Linked DNA regions of Rattus norvegicus: regions 2 and 3 are each linked to region 1. A link is a contact called in public Hi-C data. All regions are on one chromosome and are shown on one strand. Each heading gives the region's core, a stretch centred on a gene start, on an enhancer-like site or on the middle of the called end of the contact. The rest is flanking DNA. Distances are from core to core; before and after follow the strand shown. Region 1 overlaps Atp13a5 (ATPase 13A5). Region 2 overlaps Mb21d2 (Mab-21 domain containing 2). Region 3 has its middle 70 kb from the start of Mb21d2.

Evidence for each region. Hi-C and Micro-C count contacts between places; a contact is called where the count stands out from the background.
Region 2: a contact with region 1 is called in a Hi-C map of liver, with 4 times the contacts expected there. The contact joins two enhancer-like sites. A contact is called at or near these places in 9 of 12 Hi-C or Micro-C datasets (the A7r5 cell line, the Rat2 cell line, Schwann cells and 5 more) and 1 of 1 datasets of contacts at active chromatin or transcription factors (oligodendrocytes).
Region 3: a contact with region 1 is called in a Hi-C map of liver, with 6 times the contacts expected there. The contact joins two enhancer-like sites. A contact is called at or near these places in 2 of 12 Hi-C or Micro-C datasets (kidney and liver).

Annotation. Positions count from the first base shown.
Region 1 is chr11:84,931,746-84,936,342 of GRCr8, reverse strand. It overlaps Atp13a5 (ATPase 13A5), which reads right to left. Exons shown (of 30, transcript NM_001191657.1): 10 at 1,940-2,110. Among named protein-coding and RNA genes, the nearest start is that of Atp13a5, 53 kb to the right of the region's middle. Within about 2 kb of position 2,657, at least 3 of the 93 cell types and tissues checked have an H3K27ac peak or open chromatin away from gene starts, as enhancers often do. A contact at or near this core is called in liver, where this site is marked.
Region 2 is chr11:85,409,311-85,413,907 of GRCr8, reverse strand. All of the region lies in intron 1 of Mb21d2 (Mab-21 domain containing 2), which reads right to left. Among named protein-coding and RNA genes, the nearest start is that of Mb21d2, 81 kb to the right of the region's middle. Within about 2 kb of position 2,642, at least 1 of the 93 cell types and tissues checked has an H3K27ac peak or open chromatin away from gene starts, as enhancers often do. A contact at or near this core is called in liver, where this site is marked.
Region 3 is chr11:85,258,084-85,262,680 of GRCr8, reverse strand. No RefSeq gene overlaps it. Among named protein-coding and RNA genes, the nearest start is that of Mb21d2, 70 kb to the left of the region's middle. Within about 2 kb of position 2,525, at least 8 of the 93 cell types and tissues checked have an H3K27ac peak or open chromatin away from gene starts, as enhancers often do. A contact at or near this core is called in liver, where this site is marked.

The sequences.
Region 1 (4,597 bases), core at 1,408-3,907:
AACAATAAGCTTAGCTGGGTGGGATCTTGCCCTTAGGTCACCACTCCCTTAATTCCACTTAATATCCTTAAACACAGAATTTAGCTTCATTCTACTTCCTGGTGCCCATTTAATCCTTAAACCATACATTTTGTACTATTCCTTTCTAAGCTAATAAGCTTAATCAAAACACTCTTCATAAGAGTGACCCACATGATATAGTCTGTACTAGGCAGTTTTGAGATTTCCTTTGTCAGTGCAATTCATTTAAATCTGCTCTCCTTAGCATCAGGCAGACTCTTCAGCCAAGGGCAAAAAGAAGCCACATTCTTCACCAAAACATCACAAGAATGATCTCTAGGTAACATACTAAAACTCTTCTCCTCTAAAACCTCTTGAGCTAGGCCCTCCAGTGTCTTCCATATTCCTACTAGGATAGCCCATTAAGTCCCATTTAAAGCATTCCACTGTTTTCCAAATCCAAAGTCCCCAAATTCACATTCCTCCAAACAAAAACATGGTCAGGCCTATCACAGCAATACCACAGTCCATGGTACCAACTTGTGTCTTAGGTTTTCGTTGCTGTAAAGAGATACCATGACTAAGGTGACTTTTATAAAGGCAAACATTTAATTTGAGCTGGCTTATAGTTTCGGATGATTAGCCCATTATTATCAAGGTGGGAAGCAAGGCAACATGCAGGCAGACACAGTGCTAGAGGATCCAAGTGTTCTACATCTTGATATGAAGGCAGCCAGGAGGAGAATGTTCCATGCTGGGCGAAACTTAAGCACTAGGAGACCTCAAAGCCCACCCACAAAGTGATAAACTTCCTGCAGTCACACCTGAATCGCATCTGAATCACACCCCCTAATACTGCCACTTCCCATGGGCAAAGCACTCAAACACATGAGTATATGGAGGCCAAACCTATTCTAACCACCACGATTGCTTTATAGGACTTTAAAACTTGGCTTATGTTTGGACACCTGGCTGAGGGATGCTCTAAAGTCTATTAACTTGTTTTAACATAGAAGTCATCTTTTTAAAAAAAAAATGAAAACAGTTTTCAGCTAGCATAACTTGAATTCACTAAATTAAACTAAACTAAAGCATATTATTAAAAAGCAATGTTTGGTTTTGCCTATGGATTTGTGCAGCAGCACAAACACAAACAGCCTGGACTGGGTCATGGGAAGCCTTGGTCATGTGAGGTCATATTGAAAATGAAAATGAATGTGGTTATGAAAAAACATTCTGAGCATGGTATGAATGTACTACTGCAAACTGGGCTAAGAAAATGTGTCTGTGGTGACAGACTGAGTAACAGTTTAGAGAGAGATTAAGCAAAAACTGAAAGGAAACAGTCAGAAGAATGTTTCTGGTATGATAGTGTAGATGGGAAATGAGGAGGCTTGCATAAATGACAGCCATGACAGTGAAGGCAAACGGCCTTGACTCAGCAGATGATAACAGAGTCCTCACATTCAATGTCTATTTGTTCCGAGAGAAAGGGAAGTATCAAAGATTACACTAACAGCTGGGCTGGATGGTGGTGCTGTTCACAGAGAGGCAGTGCAACACAGTGAGTTCATGTCTAGACCTTTGACCCTGAAGTGTGTGCAGAGCAGCCTGGTGGTGGTATCCAGCAAGCAACCTTTGGAAATGAAAAGAGATCTTTCCTGATTGTTGTGGCTGACATTGCTTTGTGAGGAAACATTGAGGGGGAAAAAAAGACGCCTACAGCCACTACCCTTTAGGGAAGTCCCCAACATTTCTTCATGTATTTCATCACGTATAAGGGTTTAACAGTGAAATGTTCAATTTTAAGTGATGGCGACTTAGAATCACTTGCTATTCCCAGAATAAGAAAAACTCCAAAATTCTAAACAAAGTTGCCCGCCTCCAATTCTCCCCACCTCCAGCATAGCTTATGTTTACAAAAGTTGGATCAACTCACCTGTCTGCAGAACCACGGCTCTAACAGGTCCCTGGCCAGATGGCTTGACCTGAATCACTTCTGTTCCGCAGAAGAGCACATGTTTCCGGTAGTCCTCCAAACTGTGTGATTTCCAGGGCATGGTGTTCTCCGTTTGGGGCAATGGTGTCTTTGTAACAGGTATACTTTCTCCTAAAGAAAGTTGCATGTTATTGAATCTGTGTAAACCCAGTTATTCAGAATGGATGAGAGCCAGTTTCAAGAAACTACACAGCCGTGAGCAAACCCGTTTTAGCACCCATCCCATGAGTCAACTGACTGGACAGGAATACCTGTAGCTCATACAACTATTCTAGTTTAAATATTTGCTTAAACATTGCTTATCACTCCTATGTGCACAATGTGTGCTGTAATGTCATGACTTACTGTGCAGTTTAATTCTCACCTAACCATGTTCTAACTATCGATCACCTAGCACTTTCCAAAAGCTGTAAACATGTGCTTGCTTATTTCGATTTGCCTTTCATTTGATCCTTTATCCATACATCCACACATGTTCCTGTTTGTTCCACAAATACCTTAAAGTGCTAATTCTGTGCCATAAAGTGCTAGGTGCCAGGAATATAATGATAAATAGGAGACAAAGCTCTGTCCCCAATCATAGTCCTCGTACACATTTTCCAGGTGACTCCTAACAAAGCCACCATTCCGTGTGTGTCCTAGTTAGTGTTTAAACTGCTATGACAAAATACCAACCAAAGTGCAAGTTGGGAAGGAAAGTGTTTATTTGGCTTGTACTTTGCTACTGTAGCTCATCGATGAAGGAAGTCAGGACAGGAATTCAAACAGATCAGGAAACTGGAGGCAGGAGCTGATGTAGAGACTGTGGAAGGAGTGTGGCTTACTGGTTTGATCTTCATGGCTTGCTCAACCTGCTTTCTTAAAAATGTATTTATTTATTTTATGTATACAAGTACACGGTAGCTGTCTTCGGACACACAAGAAGAGGGCGTCTGATCCCATTACAGATGGTTGTGAGACCTATAGAAGGGCAGTCAGTGCTCTTAACCACTGAGTCATCTCTCCAGCCCTCAACCTGCTCTCTTATAGAACTCAGGACCACCAGTCCAGGGATGGCCCCACCCACAACGAGCTGCGCCTTCTGACATCAATCACAAATTAAGAAAATGACCTACAGGCTTGCCTTTAACCCAAAATTTTGGAAACATTTTCTTAACAAATTGTCCCTCCGCTCTGTTGACTTTAGCATGTGTCAAGTTGATGTAAAACTATAGAGCATACCATTTATTCCATGTTCTGTGAAAAATATTTCTTTCCCCTTGCCGTTACAAAACAAAGCCCAGACTCTGTTGCTAGATTCCCAAAGCACAGCAGAGCTCCAGTGGCCTCCCAAGCTAATCCCTGTATAAGCTTCAGCTGAGCAAAACCCTTACCAATCCTTCAGTCAACACCTTAATGCTTCCTGGTCTAGGCTACTACAGTCTTTGTCCCCTTCTCAAGGAAGGTGACATTCTGCAAGACAGAATATTGAAGGTGCAAAGAAAACAAGATAGAAGTTCAAAAGGAAATATTTCACAGACCTAAATTAATTAATTAATTAATATCATCCAGAACGCTTACTAGTTTCCATAGGTAAAACATCCTAGGACTAGTGTAAAATTCCATCAGTCTTTTGTTGTGTCCAATTAGCAAAATAATATACTATCTTTCTAATTTAGAAATGGCATTATATTGATTACAGTTACATTTCTTTATTATGTCTCTAGGTAATAATGGAGGGCAAGAACGTTGCAATATAGAAATTTTTATACTCCTCACTTCATTCTAAGACACATAATCGGTCCAAATATGTGTTCTCTGCTAAACATGTGTCTGAGTTAAATAAAAGGAAATACTTAGTTTATTTTATTACTGTTCTTTCAAAGCCAGTTTTCTAGCATGGAGTATGTTTACAAAGTGAGGTTTAAGAAGCTATGACATTGTTTATTGCAACCCTAAATATTCTTTAGTAAATTCCTTAAGCTGAGAACTGTCCCCACTCCATTTTCTTTAAAATAGTTATGATGTCCCTCCACTGTGTTGATTTACCAATTGCATTCTGAATGAGTCTATAGAAGAGACAGAACCCTTTGGCAAGCCTCCAAATAATTCTGCCATGCTGTCTTTGAAGCCAGACCCTCTAATAGGTAGATACTTACGGATTATTTCATGACAAAACAAATTAATCCAGAGTATGGCTTTGGTTGATATGATAATAGCAACTAGTTTCCTTTTATATCCCCAGTGACACTGGAGTCAGAGAGGAGGTGACCAGATAAAGTCACGTCCAGATATGCTCAGGTAGATAAATTTACACAGAACTAACACTATTCATATATTCTTAAGAATCACAGTGTGGGCCTTTCTGGAGAGTCCAAAAGGAGATGGATTCACCTGAAACGAATTAGTGTGGGAGGAGGTAGGAGTACATGTCAGAAGGAAGTAGTTTGGTTGTGCACTCTCTATTACAGAGTGGGTGACAGGGACCTTGAGACCTCTGCGTCTATCAAATAGAAATTCTCCCGTGTCCCCACGGAGCTGGATGCCACTTCAGGCTGACAGCGTTTGAAATGCCATGTTCTTGTTTATTGCATCGCTGGGACCATTTGACAGAAGATG
Region 2 (4,597 bases), core at 1,393-3,892, 480 kb before region 1:
AAACCATGAATTTCAGCAGCATAGGGACCTCTGTTCCGGGTCCCCTTGTGTTTTTAAGTGTCAGGTCACTGTGTTCATACATGAACTGATATGTATAGGGCTGGTGAGCTGGGGAGTTAGTGACACATGTCAAAGACTGTTCTTTCAAAGATAACTTCTGGAAATGCTAATCTTTTATAAGATAAGAAGCACCAGCAAGCAAAATGCACTCACACTCAGCAGAACACAACACCCCAGAGAGTGACACCCATGATCTCCCTGACCAGACTGCAGGTGAGGCTCAAGGAACTGAGTCTCCATTGCATCCCGTGGTTTTACTGATTTCCGTCCTTGTCACCAAATTCCAACATCAACCTCTTAACCTCTTTCCTACAACCATTAGGGCATAGAAAATGTGTAAGTGTGCATGTGTGTATGTGTCTATCTGTGTGTGTCTGTGTGTGTGCTGTATGTGTGTGGTCTGTGTGTGAGCATGTCTGTCTGTCTGTCTCTGTGTGTCTGTAATGTGTGTGTCTGTATACTAAAGACAGGATCATAGTATGCAATTGTGACTGGTCTGGGAACTCATTGCATAGACCAGGTTGGCCTTGAAGTTACAGAGATCCAACTGTGTCTGCCTCCTGAAGCTTCAACCAGTTTTTAAGGTAAAGACCCATGTTGGAGTGACATTTATTTCTTAGTCTGACTAATTGCTTTTGCTGGTTCTCTGGTTCTAAGTTTTAACCATTTTGGGATGGATGCCCATAGCCCCATCTTTCTAACTGGCTTAGGAGTACAAGTTTGCAGATGGAGAACTGCCAGAGGACTGGGTGCGGGCATCGTGACGATGCCTGGACTACGCTCTACATAGGCAGGCCGCCTCTCCTCACTCAGTGATTATGGGGCTCCTCAGTGAAATGGCCTTACCTGTGGGTTGTGTAGAGTAGCTGGTGGTAGGGACCAAGCCTCTACTAAATGCTTAAGCTTCCAAGGATCTGGAGTTGGACAGACTAACCTAAGCTGAAGGGCCACAGAGTGGCTGGGGAGCTCAGTGTTTGAAGAGTGCCTGAGCCTCCCTCCCACCGCCAGCCCCACCCCAGGCTCCTAAAGAAGGCATGGGAGAAGAGACAAAGGGAGAAAGGGGGGAAATGGGGTGTGGAGGAGCTCCTGTGTATTTCCTATGGCTCAGGCAGATTATAGGCCACCTGACATAGTGGATACCAAAGTCTCACATTTGACTCTGGCTTTAAGAAACTCAGGCTTGGGGCTAGGGAGAGAGCAGTGGTTAGAGCAATGATTGCTCTTCCAGAGGTCCTGAGTTCAATTCCCAGCAACCACATGGTGGCTCACAACCATCTGTAATGGGATCTGATGCCCTCTTCTGGTGTGTCTGAAGACAGCCATACTGTACTCACATATATAAAATAAGTAAATCTTTAAATACATTGGCAGAAAGGATTTAAAAAAAAAAAAAACAGGAAAAGGCTTAGCAGTTATGGAGTTCACCTACAGAGCTCTGAATCCATGGCAGTATGATTTCCAAACAGCGCCCAGAAATGCGGTCTCTGGAGCCCCATGAGTGGGGGTGGATGCTGAAGGAAGTGAAGGAGAGATTCGGAGCGTCTTACCCACACCTGACCACTTTCTATCAGAGGTGTCCTCCGAGGTTTGCATTTGAAGTCAGCCGGGTTTTTCTTTCTTTCTTTCTTTTCTTAGAGGGTGGGGATAGAAGGGAGGGTGTTTTGTTTTCAGAGAAATCAAGTTTGCAAATCACTGCACCATACCAAGCTGTCTATTTCCCAATTCTGCCCGGGGCTGGCCTTCAGCAGAAAACTAAATCAGTGCTTACAAGAAGATCTACCCTACCGTATGCAGAACTCCAGAGGGGCCTCAACTCCCTACCCCCCTGTAATCATTTGCAAGCTTTCTAAAAGGGCTTTCTTTTGGCCAGCTTCCCCCTTCGCTAAACTACTCCTGCCCTCACCCAACATTCCAAGGCAGGTAAGGAGTTTGGGCAGGGTCTGACATCCACCCCTGGGAGCACAGCAGTGGGAATGCAGGCCCTTTTCAGCCAGTGATCTACAGACAAGTCCTGGGTCCAAGGCAGGGCACCTGGGGAGTGTCCCTCACCTGCAGGACTGCTGTCACCTCCCCTACACCGGCCTCTGCTTCTTTAATTGCAAAGTTACTGATTGCTAAATGGTCTGTCATGTTCTCTGACTTTCAACAGTCTACAAATAAAAATATGTGCTGTGTTAAGAGAAATGGGGGGGAGATGCTGTGGGAAAAAAAAAATAACCCCGGGTGGGGGTGGGGTGGGGTGGAGAGATGGTCTAGTGAATACTGCTCTCCCAAAGGGAGCCAAGTTCAGTTCCCAGCATCCACACCGGCAGTTCACAGCCACCTATAAGCTCAACCCCAGAGGATCCGAGCCTCACAGACCTCCGCGCACAGGTGCGCGTATCTACACAGAGACATATAAACTCACTGGAAACCAAATCTTAAAAAAATAATACTTCGGCAGGCTGGTTGGCACAGGTCAGGAGGCTGGGCAAAGAGGATTGCTAGTTCAAGGCTTGCCTGGGTATTTTAGCAGGAGTCTGTCTCAAAGCAAAAGTGAAAGAAAGTAAGGGACAAGGCTCACTTCTAGAGCACTTGCACGCTCCGTGCAAAGTCCACACCTCCACGCCTAGGGCCAAAACACGAAACACGGAGCAGGGATAGTGTGTGTAAAGGAGGCCAGCAGGTTGCTGTTGAAGGTAGAGGTCCAAATGCCAAGTGTTGCCGGCTCTCTGTATGTGTCGTAGAGAAGGACTGTGGCCGAGAAGCCATGGAAAAGGTCGGAAAATGAGTGAGGAAAGACATGAGCAAGGAGAAAGTGTGGGCAGCACAGATGAGGCTGGAGCTCCCAAGAAGCCATTCCAGGTATTCAGGCCTGAGCCACAGAGACCATTCAGAAAGACATCGGCTAATGACCAGATAGATGACATTAAAAAGCTGGCTCTTTGTGTCTGGGATAGAGCAGGTGACGCTGAGTAGTTATGATTTAACTAACAGAGTCTCAATGGCTTAAAAAGCCACGCCCCCATGATAAATACGCACGACAGCTTTGCGTATGTGAGAGAATGTTACAACCTATCGAGAGTGCCAGTGTATTAAAATAAATACATCCATTAATCGTTGTTATGGTGGTGGGGCTTGAACCTCGTGTTCCACACATGCTGGGCATGCTCCCAGCTCTAAGTGGACAATGACCTTTCGGTAATTTAAAAGTCCATTACACAGGAACAATGGTTACAAAAGCAAACAAACAAACAAAACAAACATAAGACTCCTGACAAAGTTCAAGTGGGAGCCACGTTCAGGTCCCAGCCACACACTGATTTCTTTCCTAAGACCAAGCTCTGTTGAATTCTCAATTAAACAATAACACAACTGTCAACAAGGTGTTTGTAGAAATCAAGGCCACAGACTCGGACGCAGACTCTTCAGACAGGTTGTTTCTCTAAAACTCACAAGTGCCCATGAACACATTGTAAGACAGAAAGCAAAGCCATCTGAGTGCCGCTGCATAACCTACGTCGAAGGAACAGAGCTGGCCCGACGGCCTCATGACTCCTGACAACGTGAACGGTGAGTTCAGCCCTCTCTGTAAGACGTTCAAAATCCAGAGACGATGCTGTGTGCTGCAGGGAGAGGATACACTGAAAGTTACTTTAAAGTGGTTAGAAAGAAGATGGTGGGCACTGGATTTATCGCCATCTCAGGGCAGTGAAGGTTATGTTAACTTCCCCTTCTGGTATTGACTGTCGCCTCAGCTAGACGATGCATGGTTGTTGATAAAAGTTTCCCAAGAGCATCCCTCCAGCATCCGGCCCCAGGCTGCCCCTGCAAAGCAGACCCTTCTCTAAGCAGCTCCCTTGGCTTTATCTGTACATACGAAGAGGAGGGGCTCATGTCCCAACCCCACCGCCTGCTGTCCACCCCATAATCCACTTGACAACGAATAAATCTCAAGCAGGCACCCCCCAAAGAACAACACACACATATATATCTCTGGCTGCTGCTGCTCCAGAGGTTACCCTCACTGTCCATCCATCCCTGAACTCTTGCTGACCGCATACTGCCACCGTCTTCTCGGTATCCCAGCCAATGTGAAGAAATGGGGCACAGAAGGCTAAATGATCACCCATGCTACATACTCTGGGGATTTTCTGTTAGAACGCAAATGTCCAACTCCAAAGCATACACTGGCTCACAAGCACCTCACACGGGCCCGGCGGTGTGAACCTCCTTCCCTGCCTCCCCATTCCTCGCTGCCACTTATAACTCCATGGATGCCCTAGGAGACGAGAGAGCTGCCCAAGCCAGGGGTCCCAAAATGAAAGAAGCAGGAACCGGCTGGTAAGCAAGGAGAGGTAAGCCTACAGAAAGAAATTATTTCAAGCTTAATTTCCTGGTTTTGTCCCCCTTTGCCTTAAATTCTACCAAGTTCACAATTAAGAAAGTGGAAATCATCTCTTGGAATTGAAAAACACCGATCAGCATTTAATCCCCAAATTCTGTCAACTGGAGTGTCACTCGCTCGCTCGCAGCAGAGAGCACCTGTCCTTGTGTG
Region 3 (4,597 bases), core at 1,276-3,775, 330 kb before region 1:
CACAATGAAGTGGGTTCCCCTACATTAATTATTAATCAAGGCCGTACCCCACAGACTTGCGCACCCAGGCCAATTTTATGGAAGCATTTTCTTGGGCGAGTCTCTCTCTTCCCAAATGGCTCTAGCTTCTATGGACTTGACATTAAACTACCCAGCATTGAGTGTATTCTGAAGCTGTTACTGAGTTAGCATGTTTCAAATTCAATTTCAAGTCTTTTTATCTCCACTAACTTTTTAAAAAACTTACGTGTATGCATGTGACTGTGTTGGGGTATGTCCACGTGAGTGGGGGTGGAGGTGGAGGCCAAGAGAGGGCATCAGAGGCACTGGAACTGGAGTTCAAGTGGTTAGTTGTGGGCCATCTGAGCTGGCCGAAGTTGAGTCCTTTTCAAGAGCAACAAACACTCTTAACAGCTGAGGCATCTCTCTAGCCCCCTTTACCAAGTTCTTGTATGTTTTCCTAGTATTTATTGAGAGAGGAATGTTAAAACCTTAAACTCTTACAGTTTTATCAGCTTTTTCAGTTCTGCTATGTAGTATAATAAAAACACTAGGGTTGATACCCCAACTTGATGAATTGGTTCTTTATTAATTGAAAACGATCCCTTTTGTGTATGATACTATTTGTTGCCCTGAAACTTCCCAGTAATCGATATATATCTTTCTATAACTATATTTTTTAATCTGGTTGTATTTTTTTTAGTTGAAGGTGATTCTTTTAAATACTATATTGTTAGATCCTGTATGTAAAATACAATTCGGTGGCATCTGCTTTTAAATTTTGTGCTTGTGTTATTTATGTTTAGCGTGATTTTTGATGAGATTAGGTTTAATCTGCTAATTTTTATTATTTTATTTCTGTTTCCTATATGATTTTTGTCCCTCCTTCTGTTTCTATGCCATCCTTTTGTATTAATTCAGTTGGCAGTATTTTATTTCAGCACCTCTTTTATTGAGAAATTGGTTCTAACTCTGCTATCTGATTTTCATGTCCGCTTTGTTATCTTCATCATAAGCTTATTTTAGTGTTTATTTAAGTCATGTTTGTATTAGTGACCTCTCTGTTGCTGTAAAATATAAAACATTATCCTCAAGAAAACTTGTAGAAAAAAATTAACTTTGTCTTGTGGTTCCAGAGAGATAGAAGTGCGTCCAGGCGGGAGGCTTGGCGGTAAGCAGCAGGCAAGAGGAAGACACTGAGCGTTCATGGCCTTTACCATGAGCATGGGGCAGAAAGAGCAGACTTCACTGACAGAGGGTTTTTTACTTTTTTTTAAAAAGATTTATTTATATATAAGTACTCTGTAGCTATCTTCAGACACACCGGAAGAGGACATCAGATCCCACTACAGATGGTTGTGAGCCACCATGTGGATGCTGGGAATTGAACTCAGGACCTCTGGAAGAGCAGTCAGTGCTCTGAGCTGCTGAGCCATCTCTCCAGCCTGGCTTCTTGCTCTTAAAGCTCATCTGTAGTTCCACCCTTCTTCCCACAAGGTCACACCCCCAAAACCTCCCCACACAGTACCACCCACCAATTGGCTACCAAGTGTTTGAAATATGTGAGCCTACAGAGGCCTTTTCATCCAAAGCACCACCATGTTATAACAATTAACATCACGTTATTTGAACAATGGTATTCTCCTGTTTCTTCTCTTGACCTTTGGAATCTCTTGGTAGATTTAACTGTTAATGTATTTTAAACCCCGCATACATTGAAAACTATTTTTTGGTTAAAATCTAATAGCCTTTAATGAGGCTTGAAAAAAATGAAAGCCTTCCTGTGTTTACCCACGCTGTTCCTAGTTCTCCAGTTTGTCGTCTCTTTTGATGCTGTTTTTAGTGGGGATACAGTTTCAAACCTCGGCGACAATGTTTCTTTCTGTTGCTAAGGCTGCTTTATCTTGTCTTCTTGTCAACAAAACTGAGACTCCCTGGCTATAATGAAATATAGTGAAAGTTGTTAGTCATCTGCAATTCAGCAACACGGAAGCAGTAAAGGGCTCTCAGCCCTCGTCCCCTGAGACATCAGCGAGCTCTTCAGTTTGCTCCATTTTCCCTCCACTGGCACCTGTGCCATGCAGTATACCTGGAATATCTGTGGTCTGTCCTCCCAGCATTTGAATATTGAAACCTGCGAGTGATGTTGACAAGACAATTTAGACAACTCGCCACCGTCTTAACCCTTGGCGTTACTATGGTGTGCTAGGATTGCCAAGGCCTCAGCAAACAACTTCTGGCTTTGGCTGTTTGAGTTGCAGGTGCCACGGACAGATAGTGCAACAGATGACCATCATGAGCCTGGCTCGCACAGCCCAGATTTTGGAGAGGGGACACAGTCATTCCCTACCCTCAGCATTGGCCTGGATACAGAATGGGACGCTCCTAACTAAAGCTGGCTTAAGTGGGCCAGGTGCCTGGTTGCCAGCATGTTCACGTTTGCCAGATGTCTTTTCTCTGCCAGCAGTGCCAGGAAAGCCTGTTCTGACCTTGCGAAATACATGGAGGTGTGTGGACATGGTGAGGGACTGGCGGGTGACTCACCCAGGCTGGCACAGAGGAACATGGGTGTAGGTCAGGGAGTCTTCTGCCCATTCTTTGAGTCCTATGAAAGTCACATGTTTTTCAGACTCTCTGGCTGATGGCTGTATTCCTACAGTTTCCTCAGGAGCTCATAAGGCCAGTTAAATACCGACTAATGGGGAGTTTTGCTGAAGCTGAGGAAGGGGCTGCATCAAGTTTAATTAACACTTATCAACTGGCATGGGCATGGGGCCGGGGCTGAGAATGATTCTAAGCATGGTCCATGTCCTGGTATTCTTCAAATCTGATGGAGACACGGGTCATAATAACAAAAGATGATCAAGCAATGAAAGGCAGTGATTTAAAGTGACTTAATAAAGCAGCACGCTCATTCCAAATGAAGATGCGTGTAAAGATTTCATGGAGATCAGTGCAAATAAAGACTGGTGAGCCGCAGAAAACATATATTCTGATTTTTAAATGGGTTAAGATCTCAGTCATATCAGTTTGTACAGAAACAGTGAGGCAGTTTGAAGGAGGCGACATGATGTGCTTAGGACCAGAAGTCAAGCTCCTGGGGCAGAAGGAGGCCGAAGAGGAGGATGAGTATCACTGAAACGGTTTCGATAACAGAGGGTTTGTTGTGGAACCAGAGTAGTAGACAACGCAGGGGTCTTTAATCTGTCATTTCTGGCCTCGTCTTACCTTCATCAACAGGTTATTTTATTCTCTCTAAATCTCACTTTTGTTTTCTGCAAATAGGAAGAATGATGTGATTAGATCTCATCAAAGGGCTTTTACAGGAGTAAATGATTTAACACACAGTAATGAGCCATGAATTAACGCACAGCACTCAACCACACAGCACCACCTATTAGACAGTAAGTATGTTGTAAACATTACCGCATTTTCATGGTGGTATCAGTGGGAGCAGGCCTGGGAGGGACTGTATTCTTCAGACCCATAGTCTTCCAGGCTTTGTCAGTATCCTCTATTCACACACTGTATCTGATGCCGAAAATTTTATCCAATTAGCTCACACGATTGCTTTCCGTTTCATGCTCCCTTTACGGTCTTGATTTGTATCATATACACAGAAAGCCAGGACCAGTGGATGAGACCAATTAGGGCCTGACTGGACAGATTTGAACTCACTTTACTGTAATTTGCTCTCTTCCATTTGATCGTGAGTAAACTGAGCTATTCTGTTCAGGGTTCCTTATGCAGGCACCCACCAGTGTCTGACCACCAGCTGGAGGGGCAGCAGGGAGAGCCTGGCATTTGCCGGTGAAACTGCTGTGTACAGCCCACATGGTTCTGGAAGCTGGCCCACATCTCGCCTGGGCCAAGCACTCTTTGGCCAGGTTTCAGGTCAGCAGAAAGAGATTCATTTTTTGCTGTGCATTTGAAGAAAGCAGAAGAATCACAGAGCTTTAATGAGCGTATTTAATTGGGGCTTTTTCTCAAGAGAGAATTCGTCCTCTTGACATCTGTCATAGATGAAGGGAGATGAGAATCATAATGGCCCACGCACAGCAGGGCCCCATTTCAGCCACATCAGACTTAGCTGTGGGGAAGCAGTAGGATGTCAGGAAGAGATCCTTCCAGGAGAGTGGTTGCTTGAGAAAGAGAGAAACCTTCTGTCTCTATGTGAAGCCTGTTACTAGGAGCCTTTATCCTTGGAGCAAAAGTGTGTTAGTTGTGTTTGAAGTTTTCCAAGTGACCATGCCTTTGCTGCGAATTGCACATCACTACTTTGCGTACCTGGCTGGCATGGTCTCTCTCACTGAGTTCCCTCAAGACTAGCTGAAAATTTTGCCTTTAATACCCACAGACTTAATGGACCTCAGTGAACTATCCAATCTCAGTATCTGCGCTATCCTTAAGATTCATCAAATGCTCACTGCGGGTAAGGAGTGGGTTGAGAATATACTAACTAACGTTTTGAAACGTGGGAAGGAGGGCAGGTTTTGGACACGTGTGTTTCTCAAACGTTCTAGACCTTTAAGCTATCCCCCAAATCAAGAGGCTTAATGCAGAGGTCATGGGCTCCTTGTGTCTTGGAGGCGTTCAT